Linked DNA regions of Ovis aries: region 1 is linked to region 2. Evidence: chromatin contacts called from public Hi-C data. All regions are on one chromosome and are shown on one strand. Each heading gives the region's core, a stretch centred on a gene start, on an enhancer-like site or on the middle of the called end of the contact. The rest is flanking DNA. Distances are from core to core; before and after follow the strand shown.

The links. Hi-C and Micro-C count contacts between places; a contact is called where the count stands out from the background.
Region 1: a Hi-C map of liver shows a contact between it and region 2, with 3 times the contacts expected there. The contact joins the enhancer-like site here to the promoter of DHRS3 in region 2. A contact is called at or near these places in 4 of 16 Hi-C or Micro-C datasets (hypothalamus, liver, muscle and 1 more).

What each region holds. Positions count from the first base shown.
Region 1 is chr12:40,632,178-40,635,885 of ARS-UI_Ramb_v3.0, reverse strand. It overlaps VPS13D (vacuolar protein sorting 13 homolog D), which reads left to right. Exons shown (of 68, transcript XM_060396484.1): 40 at 2,818-2,920. Among named protein-coding and RNA genes, the nearest start is that of VPS13D, 100 kb to the left of the region's middle. Within about 2 kb of position 1,940, at least 25 of the 54 cell types and tissues checked have an H3K27ac peak or open chromatin away from gene starts, as enhancers often do. A contact at or near this core is called in hypothalamus and liver, where this site is marked.
Region 2 is chr12:40,373,457-40,377,157 of ARS-UI_Ramb_v3.0, reverse strand. It overlaps DHRS3 (dehydrogenase/reductase 3), which reads right to left and starts at 2,272. Exons shown (of 5, transcript XM_060396480.1): 1 at 1,471-2,272. The coding sequence starts at 1,665. LOC132657510 (a long non-coding RNA gene) reads left to right here and starts at 2,771. Exons shown (of 2, transcript XR_009595821.1): 1 at 2,771-3,068.

The sequences.
Region 1 (3,708 bases), core at 691-3,190, 260 kb before region 2:
AGACATCATAAACTTCAAGGAATTAGAATCCCAAAATGTTCAGTTCTTCTTTTGTGTGAAGGAGTGCAGTTTAATGTGAATGATTTATGTTTGTCCTTGGCTACCACCACCAGATCCTGGGTCATAGTGTATTTTGTAAAAATATACCTTTTGAGCTTCATCTACTAGGAGTTCAGAACAGGGATATTAGTAAATGAGGGCAGTACTATGATTTTTTCCTGAAAGGTTTTGCTAGGATTGATGTTCGTGAAGAGGGCTCCCAAAGCCCAGGCTTGATTCTTCATTGTTTCATGAATTTATACTTCTAAGTTTTTCTTTATCTGTTATTTCATCTTTTGGGCTAAGCAGAGCATTATTCCTGTGTAGTCCATGGGGACAAAAGCTCAGAGAGACTAAGTAATTTGCCTCCATTCACATGAGAGGCCTGGGACTTTATTTCTCATGATTTACAAGCCAGGTCCTTTCTCATAGGCTGAGCTGCATACAGAGCATTAGAACCTGCACTGTGTATAATGGTCACATTTCCCTGGGGATCAGGTCCACAGGGCAGACATTGCCTCAGCTGGAGCTATTTAAACTAAACGTGGACGTGAGGAGCTTGGGGTTCTTTCAGCCTGTGAACCAATTAGGTCTGGTCACCAAAGGAGGTTTCTGAGGCCACCAGGGAATCCTGTTCTCTTTGGTGAGCCCCCCAAAGAGGGGGGCTTTTGTCCTGTGGCGCTATGCCCAAGCCAGGTACACAGCTGATCTGGACTCTAAGTGTGGAAGATGTCCGCTCCTTCCCCTGTGAGTTTAGACTTGTGAGCCTCTCCACGTATTTTTATCCTCAGTGAGGCAGGCTGTTGAAGTCTCTGCGGGTATGTGCAATCCACACAATCAGCTTGGGGACCTTAGCAGTGTGCCTACCTAGGCTATTTAATTTCACAGCCATATACTCGTGAATACCTTTATATGGGTTCCTAGCACTTTATTCCATGTTACAGTGTGATCAAAGCTATTTGCCACCTGTTCTTTTTAAATCTAATTTGCAAATGGAAACTTAGCGTCTGGCTCACAGTGGGATATGAAAGCACATCTGGCTTCTTTTCCTCCTGGGCCCTTTATCTCCTTCAGTAAAGCTGCTCTCTGGCTCAAGGAGAGGGAGGTTCCTTTCAAGGTGCCACAGTGAGTACTGTTTACCCTGCTGACAGCTCTTAAATTTTTTACTCCCCCTCTGCTCTTGTCAGCAGCCTCACAGCTACTCCTTAATTTTCAACTTGTTGAACACTTGATTTTTTTTTTTTTTAAATCAAGCCTTGGGAACTAAGTGAGGCCATTGGGATGAGAAATGAGCATATTCTAGGTGGAGATTATATTTAGATGCATTTGGGGTGTCTCTAAAAAGCTAACCACTAAGTTGTGGGAACACGCTGGAGCCTACTCACTTAACTTAGACTCCCCTGAGCCGTTCTTACCAGAACAGAACTTGTCTTAACCTGAAATGGCTTGTTGTGGCGTGTGTAGAGCACTAACTTCTGAAAACTTGAGAAGCTACAAAGGGAAAAGGAAACAGTAGTTACTTTTCAGAAGATGTGACACTGACTTAACCCTACTGCCCCTGTGCCGTACGCGAGAGGTGGGAAAGGCAGGCTTTGGTGGGGTTGGCCTTCTTGATTTTGCTGGCCGGAAACACATGGTCCTAGAAGATGAATTGAATTTTGCTGTAGTCTTCTCAGCCGGCAACTGCAGGCACCTCCAGCTGTCATTTTCTCCACAGCTGCAGACCACTTGGATCCTGGTCTTCCGAGGGCTGTCTTTGTGCTTTAAAACCAGAACAGAGTAAGACTGGGCCTCGCCGGTTTTTGTAGGCCGGGTGTGTGTTGCTGAGCACGTCAGCCTGGAGGCTCCTGGGCTGCTGCTGCCTTCGTAGTTCCTGCTCCCACTTCGCTCTTTCTTCGTGCGGCCAGTAGAGGGAGCACAGGCCCCAGTAGGAGCCAGGGCCTGTGCTCCCAGGAGTGCGCAGCAGGCCGCAAGGGCACCGGAGAGCCTTCCTCAGTCTGTTTCCAGTGTTCATCATCAGGTCCAGCTCCCCCTAGAATTGGCTCATATGGATCAGTGTTTCTCTCCAGTTTCCCCAATTAGAAGCTGCTTTGTGAAGGAAACCATATTTTGTGTTCCTCTTGGCATCTCCATAGAACCTGCCTAATACAGATGGTGAGGATATCTGTGCCAGAAAAATGAGCTAAAAACTTCACTTAAATAGCTTTGGGATAGTTATCTTTTTGAACTTCCAGAGAGGAAAGCCCACAACTGCATATGTAAGAGAACAGGAAAGGATGTTTTTATTTTTTTATAAATGTGCTTAGTATGACTCAAGGGTAACTGTTATACAGAAGAGAGCTTCCTGAAAGTACAAGTGTTTTGGACAAAGTGATACAAGTACACGTGTTCTGTCTTGCTGCAGTTCAGGTTATCCATTTAGAATGGCTTTCTTGGAAGCAGTGGAGGTTCATGTCTGTCTGTCTTGATGCCAGCCGTGTTAGGTCTAATGCCTTCTCCTGAGTTACGGCCCATAAGAATCACGGGAGAATTGTGAGGTGAGACTTGTCAACCGTCACAGTCAGTTGTTGGGGGACTGAGTCATCTCATAGTAGGTGGCAGAGTACATGGAGATGTCCTGCTTGGCCTGTCAGCACACCTGTGGTGCTTCGTTCTTTTTTCTCTCCACTATCAGCCTCTGCACAAGAGGCCATGGTGGGCACTGCCTCCAGGTGTGGGGAGGGTCTCTGCTGCACAGATCAGGGCGTGCGCTAACATCCTTCTGTTTGCTCACAGCAGAGATGAAAGCCCCTAAGCGCCGGCAGCCGTTTGTCCCTTTTGCTCTGAGGAATCATACAGGCTGTACTTTGTGGTTTGCCACCCTGACCACCACGCCCACCAGGTAAGGAACACGGGATCTGTCACCCGGTGCCATCTCTATCACCGCAGGCTCCTGACCACCACGCCCACCAGGTAAGGAACACGGGATCTGTCACCCGGTGCCATCTCTATCACCGCAGGCTCCTGTGTACCAACCCGGCAGAGCAAGGCGGGCCCTCCGTGAGGCTCTTAGGATCCATTGCATTTGAATCAATAATGTGCTGTCTTGCTGAGACTTATGATGGAGGTTCTGGTTTTACATAGAGTCTGTAGTCAGAGAAGTAGATCTTGACTCTGAAATATCCAAACTGTGATCTTGATCCTGGCATCCATTGTTTTTAAAGTAAAAGTTGAGCAGTTTAAGGATGTGAAAGAAAAGTCACTCCATCCTTTCTCCTTGGTCTTCATTTCTACTTCCCCCTTTAAGAGAAGCTGTATGCTATTATGAAATCAAATGTTTTGCCCATTTTTCTTCCAAAACTGCCTGAAAATACCTCTCACATCCCTCACCTCTACCCCGAATTATCTTCCAAACCTGCAGCACACTTGAGTCTAGGTGGAACTGGGTAGAGTTGGGAGAACAAATGAGTTCACCTAAACCAAGTGAGAAGGCTCTCTAACAACTTTCTGCCGATTTAGACCTTGGTTCAGCTTTCCAAATGCAGGCCTATCTTCCCAGTTTAGTAGTGAAGTATATGAAATGAGGACCAGAATCAGTTGATTTGAGAATGTATTTCTCCTGCCTCCACCAAGTATGGTAGTGCTCCAGAAGAAACTTTTTTTTTTTAAGTCACTTTTTAGTTAATAGTC
Region 2 (3,701 bases), core at 1,023-3,522:
ATCACTCCTAAGGAAATGAAACTGCTGAGAACAACTTCTGCTTCTCCTTTTTCGGTGTGTCCAAGGGTTAAAAAACACTTCTGAGCTCCTCTTCCAACTGCAAGGTCAAGCAGCTGTCCAAGCCACCCAAGGAGAAGCAGGAGCTGGGGGACAGCCGACCCCAGCTAACTTACTCAGCCTTGACAGCCTCCAACCTACAACCACCACCTCCCTTTAAACACCGCCCAGGGAAGGAAGAGTTAATCGGCAATCGGCTTTGGCTGATGGTTCAGGCTCCAAAGTTCAGTCCCAGTCAGAGCCACCCCAGAGGAATTGTAAATCTCAGGGCAGTATTTAACAAAACAAAAGCAACCTGGAATTACATGCAGGTTTGGTTTTCTACAGTACATATTTACTTAATCCCCTAGGTATGTGGCTCCATGTCAGATCAGCTGGCTTTGCCGGCCCTTTCACCCCCCTCGCTCACAGCAGTTTAAATTTCAAACTAATTCCCTGTTTTTGCTCTTCCTCTTCACAGGGCTGGCTGGAGACAGCCCAGCCTGCTGGCCTCAAATCTCTCTCTATTGCTCTAGTCACTGGGTGAGTCAGCCAGGCTTGGGTTGGCGTTGGGTGACAGCTGGCTCAGCCTCCCCACTCTTAGGCACCAGGTCTGGGAAAACTGGAGGAAGAGGTGCTGGAACTACCAAAAAGTTAAAGGCAGGGCTTGAGAATTGGAAGGGGGGAGGGGTGGCTCACCACAGTGCCACCTCTCCCTCCTCTTAGTGGGAGGGATCCCCTCCCGGGCTGTATTTGGGTGGGGGTGGGGGGGTGGTATGCGGAGGCAGCACTGAAACGAGAATGAGGACTCTTGATCAGCTGCTGGTTAGCCTGTCCCCTCTCTCTAGATTTCGGAACACCTGGCTTCCGAGTGCCTATCAGGCTAGGCTAGAGATCCACCACCGCTTCCCGCTTTTCAAACCACACCGAGTACCCCCTCTTTCCCAGCTTCCAGAGCCCCAGCCGTCCAGGTTGGGGCTGGGAAGCGGGTTGCCAAGGAAAATACGAAGCGCCAGCTAGCAGGCGGCTCCCCGCTCTACTCAGGAGCGCACACACCCTGCCTTACCAGGGTGGCGGCAAAGAGGGAAAGCGAGGGGAGGAAAAAACGCAACACCTTCCTTTGGGAGGGAAGAATGTGGGAAATGGGTGGGTCTGCTAAGTTTCGAGGTGGGGGTGAACAGCCAGCCACAGATCCCAAAGGAGAGGGGCAGCTCCGGACCTGCCAAAAAAGACAGACAGTCGGCTGCCCGGGAAATGTACAAGGTGAAACTAACTAGCTCAGCACTCGCGGGTGGCGCAGAGAAGTAGGGTGGCCGGCGACTTTCAGACCCTGGGCGCGGGTTCCGGCAGCGGCAGCAGGTGGGCGCACCCCCTGTCCCCTGGGCCCCCCTCGCCTCCAGCCCCCACCACTCTGGATTCGCGGGGCCCCGGTACCTTTCTGGCGCCGCGCTCCGCGAACTCGCGAGCTAGCTGGCGCCCGATGCCTCTCCCGCCGCCGGTGATGAGGACGTTCTCCCGGGACAGGTCCCGCAGCTTGGCGGGCAACAGGAGTCCGACCGCAGCCTTCACCACCAGATAGATCATCTGCAGAGGGAACACCACCAGCGCGCCCAGCCGTTTCCACACCATCCTCCGCGCCGCGGGGCCGGGCGGCGGGGGCCAAACTCCCCGGACCGAACAAAACAGGACTTAAAAAAGAAAACACCCCCAAACAGTAATAAACCGAATAAGGGGGCAGAGAGGCGTCCCACCTGGCCACTCTTGAAATCACCTCTTCCCAAATGCAAAGCAAGTACCCGGTGAGAAAAAGAGGGGGGAGAGAAAAAAAAAAAAAGATAAATCCTCCGGAGGAGAAAAAGCGTCTCCGAAGGTTGGGACAGTAAGAGGGGTGGAGGGGAAGCCAGAGGTGGAAAGTTCTAACAAGAACTTTCTTGCCCCGGCAGCCAGCCGTTTCGGCTGGGGAATTCTCAGGTAATGTTTACAGGCTGACAGAGGAGTTCAGGCAGGGGAAGAAAAAAAAAAAAAAAAAAAAAAAGAGGCACCAACCACACGCGCGCACCCTGCTACAGTCCCGCGGTTTCAAAGTGCAAGATTAAAAAAAAAAAAAAACAACACGTTTCCAAATTGTAGCGCCCCCCCAACCCCTTTTCCAGGAAAAAAAAAAAAAAAGAAAGTAGGGGGGAAAAGTGCTTGGAGCTCCCAATTTCAGCCCGCGAAAGTCTCCAGACTCATTGCTATTCTTGGGCTCAGGAAATTGCTTAAACGCGATCTGATTGCCAGCAACGTGCAGGAGAAGTGGGGGGTCCGGGTGTCAGTTTCTTTCCGTGCATGGCTCGCCCTCGCGCGCGCCCGCTCTCTCCGGCTCCCTCCCTCCCTCTCTCTTCCAGCGGAGGCTGGGAGTTGCCGCTCGATCCGGCTCCCTCTCTCTCCCTTGTTAGCATTTATTGCCTTCTTTTTGTCCTTTCCAACTTGGAGAGGGCCCGGGTGCGGAGCGCGAGTGGATCGGACGACTGAGTCTACGCCGCCTTATCCGTTCGCTCCTGGGACAGCCGCGGCTCAGAACGAGAGGGCTGCCCTTTTTCCCCCCCATTTTTTTTTTTTATAATACCCCATTAAGTCTGATTGACAGTTAAAGTTGTTCTGAGGCTTCGCTATGGTTCCTCTGAGTGGCTGCCGCGGGCTCCCCTCCCCCTGCGCAGTGGCGGGGTGCGCGCCCGGGCGCGCACACGGGCTCGCAGAGACACCGCTCTCCCCAGGCCGGCTCCCCTAGCTGCAAGCAGGGGCTTGCCGGCTGTGTCCCTGAGGGCTCGCCACAGTAACTCGCACACGCTGGAACCGACTCCAGCGAACCGGCTCCCTCCTCGAAGCATGCCTTCTGGCCTGGGGCTCGGTCTGCCTGAGCAGGGAAGCCTGCAGGCCAGGTGACCTCCGGTGTGTGCCTGCCGGGCAGCCACGGGGGAGCTTACGCTCGCCTTGTTCCATCAGGTCGCCCAGGGTTTATATCAGGTCATTTGATCGTCCCCTGCCTCCAGGTAGGACCAGGAAGCCACTTCTGACCCTTACTCAGAAGCCTCCTGTCTTCACTTAGAGAGCACTTTCTAAGTCTAACCCGAGTCCCTCGTGTTGTAAGGGCCGGGGGAGCGGGGGGAGCGACGGGGAACCGCTGGGGAGCAAGGTTTTGCTTTGAGGGGTGGGGGTGGGCAGGGTAAGGGAACCTCTGCCCCCGAGGTGTCAATAAAATCCCCATAAGATTAGCTGGGAGCGTATTTATTGCTCATCTGGGCTAGAATTACCTTGACTGACAGCAATTTCCTTAACAAACTCCTGTAAACAAAACTTGCTAAACCTGACCCCCCCCCCCCGTTCCCCCCCCCACAAGCCCCTGCCCCTACCCCTCCCCATCCTGTGCAGGCGGACTTCTCTCTTTGGGTCTCCCTGGGCTGCCCTCCGCGGGGTGGGGTTGGGCCCACCTTGTAACCTCTTGCTTTCTCCCAACGAGAATGTCTCCCCTGCCGGAGGGTGGGACCCAGCTATTTAGAGTTGTCTGTTGCAGAAAAAGTCTGGGAGGTGAGTCACGAAAAAGCAGCGCCAGTGAAAATCACTGATCGGACTTGCCTCCTGCTGCCCCTGATGGTCCCAGGCCTGGAGGAAGAGAGGATGAGCCA